Linked DNA regions of Mus musculus: region 2 is linked to region 1. A link is a contact called in public promoter capture Hi-C data. All regions are on one chromosome and are shown on one strand. The core of a region is the stretch at or near the end of the contact, and the rest is flanking DNA. Distances in the headings are between cores, read along the strand shown. Region 1 overlaps Nsf (N-ethylmaleimide sensitive fusion protein). Region 2 overlaps Arf2 (ADP-ribosylation factor 2).

Evidence for each region. Capture Hi-C pulls out chosen DNA fragments and counts their contacts.
Region 2: a promoter capture Hi-C map of liver shows a contact between it and region 1. The contact joins two enhancer-like sites. A contact is called at or near these places in 3 of 9 other capture datasets (adipose tissue, liver and pancreatic islet).

Annotation. Positions count from the first base shown.
Region 1 is chr11:103,866,092-103,869,748 of GRCm38.p6, reverse strand. All of the region lies in intron 12 of Nsf (N-ethylmaleimide sensitive fusion protein), which reads left to right. Among named protein-coding and RNA genes, the nearest start is that of Gm35311, 9.0 kb to the right of the region's middle. Within about 2 kb of position 1,543, at least 14 of the 459 cell types and tissues checked have an H3K27ac peak or open chromatin away from gene starts, as enhancers often do. A contact at or near this core is called in liver, where this site is marked.
Region 2 is chr11:103,977,852-103,981,508 of GRCm38.p6, reverse strand. All of the region lies in intron 3 of Arf2 (ADP-ribosylation factor 2), which reads right to left. Among named protein-coding and RNA genes, the nearest start is that of Arf2, 13 kb to the right of the region's middle. Within about 2 kb of position 1,943, at least 53 of the 459 cell types and tissues checked have an H3K27ac peak or open chromatin away from gene starts, as enhancers often do. A contact at or near this core is called in liver, where this site is marked.

The DNA.
Region 1 (3,657 bases), core at 294-2,793:
AAGGAGCATCGGCAGAGGCACAGGGACACAAGTAGAGTGATGGGCTAGAGTAACTTCCTATTGTTTCAGCGTGGACCCTAGAGGTAGTGCTGGGAAAGCCGGGAGCCAAAGCTGAGGATGAGCACAAAGAGCCTTTCATTCTCTGCGGAGAAGTGCAGACTCTTCCCCTTGCAGAGGTTTGAGAGCAGTAGTGACAGAGCGTCAAAACAGAAGATCTCTCTGCAGCTGTGTCAGGTAGGAGTGGAGTTGGTGACACGGGACAAGAGAGCAGATCAGACAGGAAGTAACGGCCTGAGGTTGAGCACGTCTCCGTTATTTGGGGGCTCCCTGTGGTTGGTTCTAGACTGCACTTGGTCAGACCCAGCCACCACGAGTTCTCTGAATAAAGCTAAACGTACAGAGTCTTATCCATCACTGTGTGTGGCTGTGGCTGTGGCTGTGGCTATGCAGTAATGGCTGAGCCGCTTTTGCTGCGGAATATGTGGCCTATAAAGGCTATTCAGAAAATGTTTGCTCATCAATATTCTAACCTTTAAGTCCACATCTTATTCATCCTGGAATATCCCACAGTTCACAGAAGGTGAACACTGAGCAGCATGTACATGTAGTCTTTACATTTTTTATTAAATTTATCCATTTATTTGGGGGTGGGGATGGGCAGTGGGCAGCAAGTGCCCTTAGTTGCTGAGTCATCTCCCAACCCATGTGTATTTTGTAAAGCAATAAGCCTACATGTGTATTATTTTTAAATCGTCCATTTAGTACCGTGTGGATGAGAAAGGGGGAAGTTTGCAGTGTACACACACGCCAGGGCACTTGTGTGGAGGGCAAAGGGCAACCCTGCTGAAGCTGGTTTTCTTCTGTCTTCCTGTGCGCTCAGGGAGTCTTAAGGTCTCCAGGCCTGCACATCAGTGTTAGTAAGGGGTCAGTGAGATGACTCAGTTGGTAAAGGTGCTTGCTGCCAAGCCTGACAACCAGAGTTCTACCCTAGGACTCACCTGGTAGGAAAGAAGTAATTCTTCCAAGTTGTCCCCTGACATCCACAGGCACATAGTGTCAGGCATGCTCCAACCCACACAGTCCGTGCATCTGCATCCACGCACATACACAACTCTCTCTCTCTCTCTCTCTCCCTCTCTCTCTCTCTCCCTCTCTCCCCATTTTTTGTTGTTGTTATCAGAAACAGTTTTTCTGTGTAGCCCTGGCTATCCTGGAACTCGCCCTGTAGACCAAGTTGGCCTCCAACTCTGAGAGATCTACCTGCCTCCCCCTCCCAAGTGCTGGAATTAGAGGCACGTGCTACTGCCACCCAGCATACTAATAATAAACTTAAATAAAATTTAAAAGTTGGTTTTAGAACTTTAAAACATTTACAGTAACCAGCAAGTCATTATGATATTCTGTTTTCAAGGTCCAAAAAAATGTTGGTTTTACTTCTATTTCCTTTTCAAAACAATTGGGCCAAAGCAAAGACTGAGCTAGGTCGACAAGAGGGGCCTTCCTGGTGGATGGCAGTCTTCGGTTTTTTGTAACAAGCAGGAAGCATAGTCATGAACTGCCTGGTGTTTGTGTCGTTGTACTTGAACCTGTGTTTGTTTAACTAAAACTCATGTGACATCTGGTTGTTTTTATGTTGAGAGGAATTCTGCTACAGGTAGAGAAGATTCATAACTCAGATTTCTTCCCTTAGCTGTGTTGGTGAACTTTAGTAAAATGACTTCTTTTCCAGAGACCTTTTAGCTGATTAAAGTCGTCCCCTGCTTAATTTCAGAGGAATGACGAGAGCCTGGAAAGGTCAGGTTTAGAAGGTCACGAAGCGTAAGGGTGACCACTGATATTTGCTGGTGTTGAAATACGAGCTTATGAGTTTGTGTCTCAGCTGGAAGGTGTCACTGTTTCTGTATTGATCAGCTGGCACAAATAAAAGGCAGAAAATAGCTTGTCAGCTCAACCAAATTGGGGAAAGGGTTTTTAAATGAGTAGAAGTTCAGAATTGTTGATTTTTTAAAAGTAAAATTGTATTGATGTTGATAAAATAGTAACTGTTAGCTAGGAAAAACTCAACATTTATTCTAATGAACAAGAAGTAATTTAGCACTATAATATTATTTATAGTTGGGTAACTTTAATAATTCCTGGAGTGCCTGAAAACAGCTTATTCTCCTCCCTCAACTCGTAGCCAATTTAATTCATTTATAACCTTCTGTGGTTGACTCAGGATCTTCTGTGCAGCCCTAACTATCTTCACTGTGTATTCCAGGCTAGCCTAGAACTCTCTCTCTTCTTCCTGTCTTCACCATGTAGTCCAGGCTGGCCTAGAACTCTCTCCTCCATATCTTCACCATGTAGCCCAGGCTGGCCTAGAACTCTCTTCTCCCTAACTGGCTTCACCATGTAGCCCAGGCTAGCCTAGAACTCCTCCCTAACTGTCTTCACCGTGTAGCCCAGGCTAGCCTAGAACTGTCTCCTCCTGCCCCAGCCTCCCAACTGCTGGGATTGCACATAATAAGCCACAATGTCTGACTTAAATTTTTAAAAAATATATATATAATTGACATATACAACAATTAGCCATATTTATAGGCTAGATTCTAATACATGTATGCAGTGTATAATGTGCAGATTAGACTAAATGGCATACTCATGCCCCGGGGGTGGGGACATTCGGCATCTCTGCACTAGCTGTTGCCAGCCTTGGTAAACATCCTCTGTGTACCTCCATACCCTCATACCCAAAGCCCCTCGTAACACATTCTCTTTATGTTTTTAGGCAAAGTTGTAGTAGACCAGGCTGGCCTCAAACTCTAGCGCCTCCTGCCTCAGTCTCCTTAGTGGCTCTATCCCTGGGGTCCTGCCTTTAGGAATAGCTGAGTCATGCATTCTGGGGCCCTGGTAGTGCATAAGAGAGGGTTCTTAGAAGAGCAAGCCCTCCAGCTTCCTGCTTGGAGATGGGAATGTTTCCTCCCACGCATGTCATTACTCCAGGGCCCTTGCCAGCGCCTACACCAGCTTGTTTAGGCTTTCAGCATCCTAAACTGAGACTGGTAATGTCTTTTCTTTATAAAGCCAGTCTGTGTCAGGTATTAAGGATTCAAGGATGCCAGACATACAGGAAAAATGAGAAAAGCTCTAACAGCTCCCCCCCTCTCTAGAGTCAACCAGTATTTGGGATATACCCTTGTCGCTTGATTTCTCCGAATTTATATGTATATGCGCACATAATTTATCGAAAGGGGCATAAGTATAATTGTACTGAGATTTGTATTTTTCGTTGTCCATTATATCTTGGGCCCCATTTCATGTCAGTACTTGTAAGATCCCCACATTACTTTGTACTGATGCAAAGTAGTCTAGAATACTGCCACATAAAATACAAGGTAGATAAACTGGGCATGGTAGTGAAGAAGATTAAGATAGGAAGTTGGGGGGGCGGGACACATACCTTTAATCCCAGCATTTGGGAGGCAGAGGCAGGCAGATCTCTGAGTTTGAGGCCAGCCTGGACTACAGAGTGAGTTTCGGGACAGCCAGGGCTACATAGTGAAACCCTGTCTTAAAACAGAACAAACAGGGCTGGAGAGATGGCTCAGCGGTTAAGAGCACTGACTGCTCTTCCAAAGGTCCTGAGTTCAAATCCCAGCAACCACATGGTGGCTC
Region 2 (3,657 bases), core at 694-3,193, 110 kb before region 1:
CTGAGCTATTAATACATTGTGAGACTCTGTTTCCTTTTTTTTTCCTTTTCTTTTTTCCCATCATTCTTTTTAGAAAGTCTATATAATCTCCAACCTAGGAAGCTTACTGTACACTCATCCCACCTATCTTGTTCAGAAGGATTACAGCCCTTCACCAGATTAACCAGAAAGAACAAAGAAAAGTTAGGATTAGTGATTAGTCACTACATTTCCATCTCAGAGGGGAAAGGGATTTTGGAAGAACACGGTGTATACAGTGACAGTGTTTAAGGATGATCCCTAAAACAGAGAGTGACCTGAAGGCTAGGAGTGGGTCTGCTGCCTTGGAAGTGGTCCCAGGAAAGCAGGTAGAAGGGCTTGAGGGAGGAAGCCTGAAGGAAAGACAGGCAACACAAAAATGAACAGTCAAGGTGGCAGCTCCCAGGCAAACAGTGCTGGATGCTACTGGACATTCCAAGTCATATGAAAGCTGTTTGTCCCCATGAGACAAAAAGGGAAATTGTTTGTCCTTCCATACATACCCAAGGCACCTGAAAGTTATAAAACCCTCAACATTTTTAGGTCACATTTGTGAGGATGTCAAGAGTCTATGGACACCCACAGTAAAGACTTTGGTTGTCCTTTTGTCAACAGAACTTTCAATGGGAGGGGAGTCTTTGATGGTGGGGAGCCCACCAGCTAGTTTATACTAATAAGACTGCCTCTGGGGAAGGAGGGAGGCTGGGGTTTAACTCACATGGTCAAACAATTCACTCCATGTGCCTCTATAATGAAGTCCCAATAAAACAATGCTTCGAGGAGCTCACACAGGCCTCCCTGGGGGCAGCACTGTTCACTATCTCACATTCATGTGCTAGCAGAAAAGGGTTGCTCCCTGAATTCTGGAACAGTGGACAATAGAAGCTGTGGCTGGCAGGCACCCTCTAGGGTCTTTCCTGTTCACTGCTGCATGTATGTCCTTTGCTGTAATAAAACTGTGATTTCAAGTAGAGTCTATCCTGAGTCTGTGCTTCATCCTCACAAGCTAGTAAACCAGCTAGTGGAGTGAAAGCTGCCGAATTATAACCACCCAGCAGGAAGTAAGGGTGGCTGGGGGACCCCACCCCGCTATAGCTGAGGACAAAAGTCATTGTGTCCTTCAAAATAAGAGTCTAAACTGTGCAAGGCAGCCCAGCTCAGAGTAGTGGGTGTCAGCCTTGCAGCTTCCACTGTATCAGCAGAGAAATCTCAGGAGGTCAAAAAGCCAGAGCAGGCTGAAGGAAGCACCACATTACAACTAAAGGAAGGGCTAAAACCTGTATAGACTTGCCTTATTGGTGGAGGAAGCAGTAAAGCAGGAAGAATCTACAGGGGTGGGCAGCGACTCAGTCAGTATTCCACAATGACAATAACAATAACAAGTTGATGTTTGGGTAAAAGCAAGGCCTTTGAGACAAAAATGTGACCCAGTTATCCAAAGAACTTCCTGGATCCTAGGTTGAACAACCAGTAGTGACAGCTACTCTATTTCTGGGATGTGAATGGAAACAAGCAGATTCTTCTGGACCTCAATCGGATCGTGGTGGGAATACTACAGGGCTGGACCCTAACACTCTTAAATTGTAGGCACTCTGGAGGTCTCAAAGTGTCAGCAGATTATCAGACGCCAGGTCAAGTGATTCAAATGGGGAAACTGCCTGGAAGAAAACACTTGGTCAGAGACTGATGGGTCTCTGCAGATATTAGAAGGGCCATCGACGGGGTCAAGGTACCTTCAAGAGCTCCATGAGGAAACAAGGCAGCAGAAAAACCCCACAGGAAGTCCACAGGACAGGACAGAGGCAGAGGGACTGAAGATACAGTAAGCTGCTGAGAGAACTGCGCTTGTGCCCAGCTCAGGGCACTTTTCATGGGGAGACTGCAGGAGGAGAGACTCTAGTAGAGAAGGAAGTAGGGTCAGATGACAGAGATTTCACAACTGTCCAAGGGAGAAAACTGGGCCTAGTCCTCTGCCCGTGCCTCTGTGTGTCCCAGGCCCTCCAGGCAGTCTACCCAGCAGACAAGAGCTCTCAAGGCTTCTGACATGCTTAGAATTTTCATGTAAGTCAAGGCTGTGTCTGATATATCACATCAGATTAAAAAGGGAAAATTCAAGTCCCTACCCACACAGGATTGGTATGCTACCTGAAGTTCTGGATTCCAATTCTGACTAAGTAGACCACTGATGTGGAAATTCAAGCAGAGCCTTAGCTGCCAATGCGAAACCCACAGAGCACAAGTGACTGTTCTCACTTTGCTAACACACGAAAAACGCCATGTCCTCTACTGTATACTCCCAAAAAGGTGACGCTGTTCGTGTGAATGAGACCCAAGCGGCCATGGGTGGGGTCCTCTGAGATCAAGAGCCAAACCAGGTGCTTTAAAATAGAGTATTTTAAATAAAATATTTTTCCTTAAGAATAAAATAGGGGGCTGGAGAAATGGCTCAATGGTTAAGAGCACCGGCTGTTCTTCCATAGGACCTGGGTTCAATTCCCAGCACCCACATGGAGGCTCACAACTGTCTGTAACTCTAGTTTTAAGGGATCTGACATCCTCATACAGACATATAAGTAGCCAAAACATCAATGCTAATAAAAAAATACATAAATCTTTAAAAAAATAAAAATAAAATAGAAGCTGTGTGTGGTGACACATGCCTTTAATCTCAGCACTCAAGAGACAGAGGCAGGTGGATCTCTGTTAGTTCGAGGTCAGCCTGGTCTACAAAGTGAGTACAGGACAGCCAGGGCTACACAGAGAAACTCTGTCTTGGAAAAAAAATAATAAATTAAATTTTATAGTAGGTCCTACTTTGTACTATTTTAATGCAGGTCTTTATCTAGGAAACCACCATCAGAATGACTACACTTACAAGAGAAAAGGCACACTGATACATGAGGAGTTTGTAGAGGAGCCATATATAGCTGGAGGACCATGAATTCCAGGCAAGCCTCACCTACATATCAAGAAGAGCACTTGCTTAGCATATGGAAGGGCCTAGGTTTGATCTCAGCCTTGCCCCTCACCCTGCAAGTAAGGGAAATATATGTATTATATTATATTATTTTATATGTATTATATCATGGAATATATCTTATGTATTATATTGTGATATATTGTATTATGCATATGTATAATGTATATATGTACTATATTATAAACAATTATATTTATCATATTAGCTACACTTGTAGAAAAAAGTATGTGTAAACAAAAGAAATAAATATGGTTGTGTGGGGGAGGTAAACTGAGAAATAAACCTGTTCTCTTTGTATCCCTTTCTCTTCTCTTTTCTTTTGAGAGATAAACTGCCACTCAGTAATTAAATGGATGGTGGTGGTGCACGCCTTAGTCCTAGCACTTGGGAGGCAAAGGCAGGTGTATTCCTGAGTTCAAGGCCAACCTAGTCTACAGATTTAGAGTTCCAGGACAGCCAGAGCTACACAAAAAGACCCTGTTTCAAACTGCCACCCTCCCACCAAAACTGAGCCCACAAATCAAAGAGAAAAATCCATGTCAGAACTAAAGAGCCATTTTATGTACTCTAGAGTTATCAGTTAGGAAATCAGAGAGTCTAGATTCTAGTCTAACAGGTAAGCCAGCATGGGGCTGACCTCCAGCACACTGGCAAAGCAT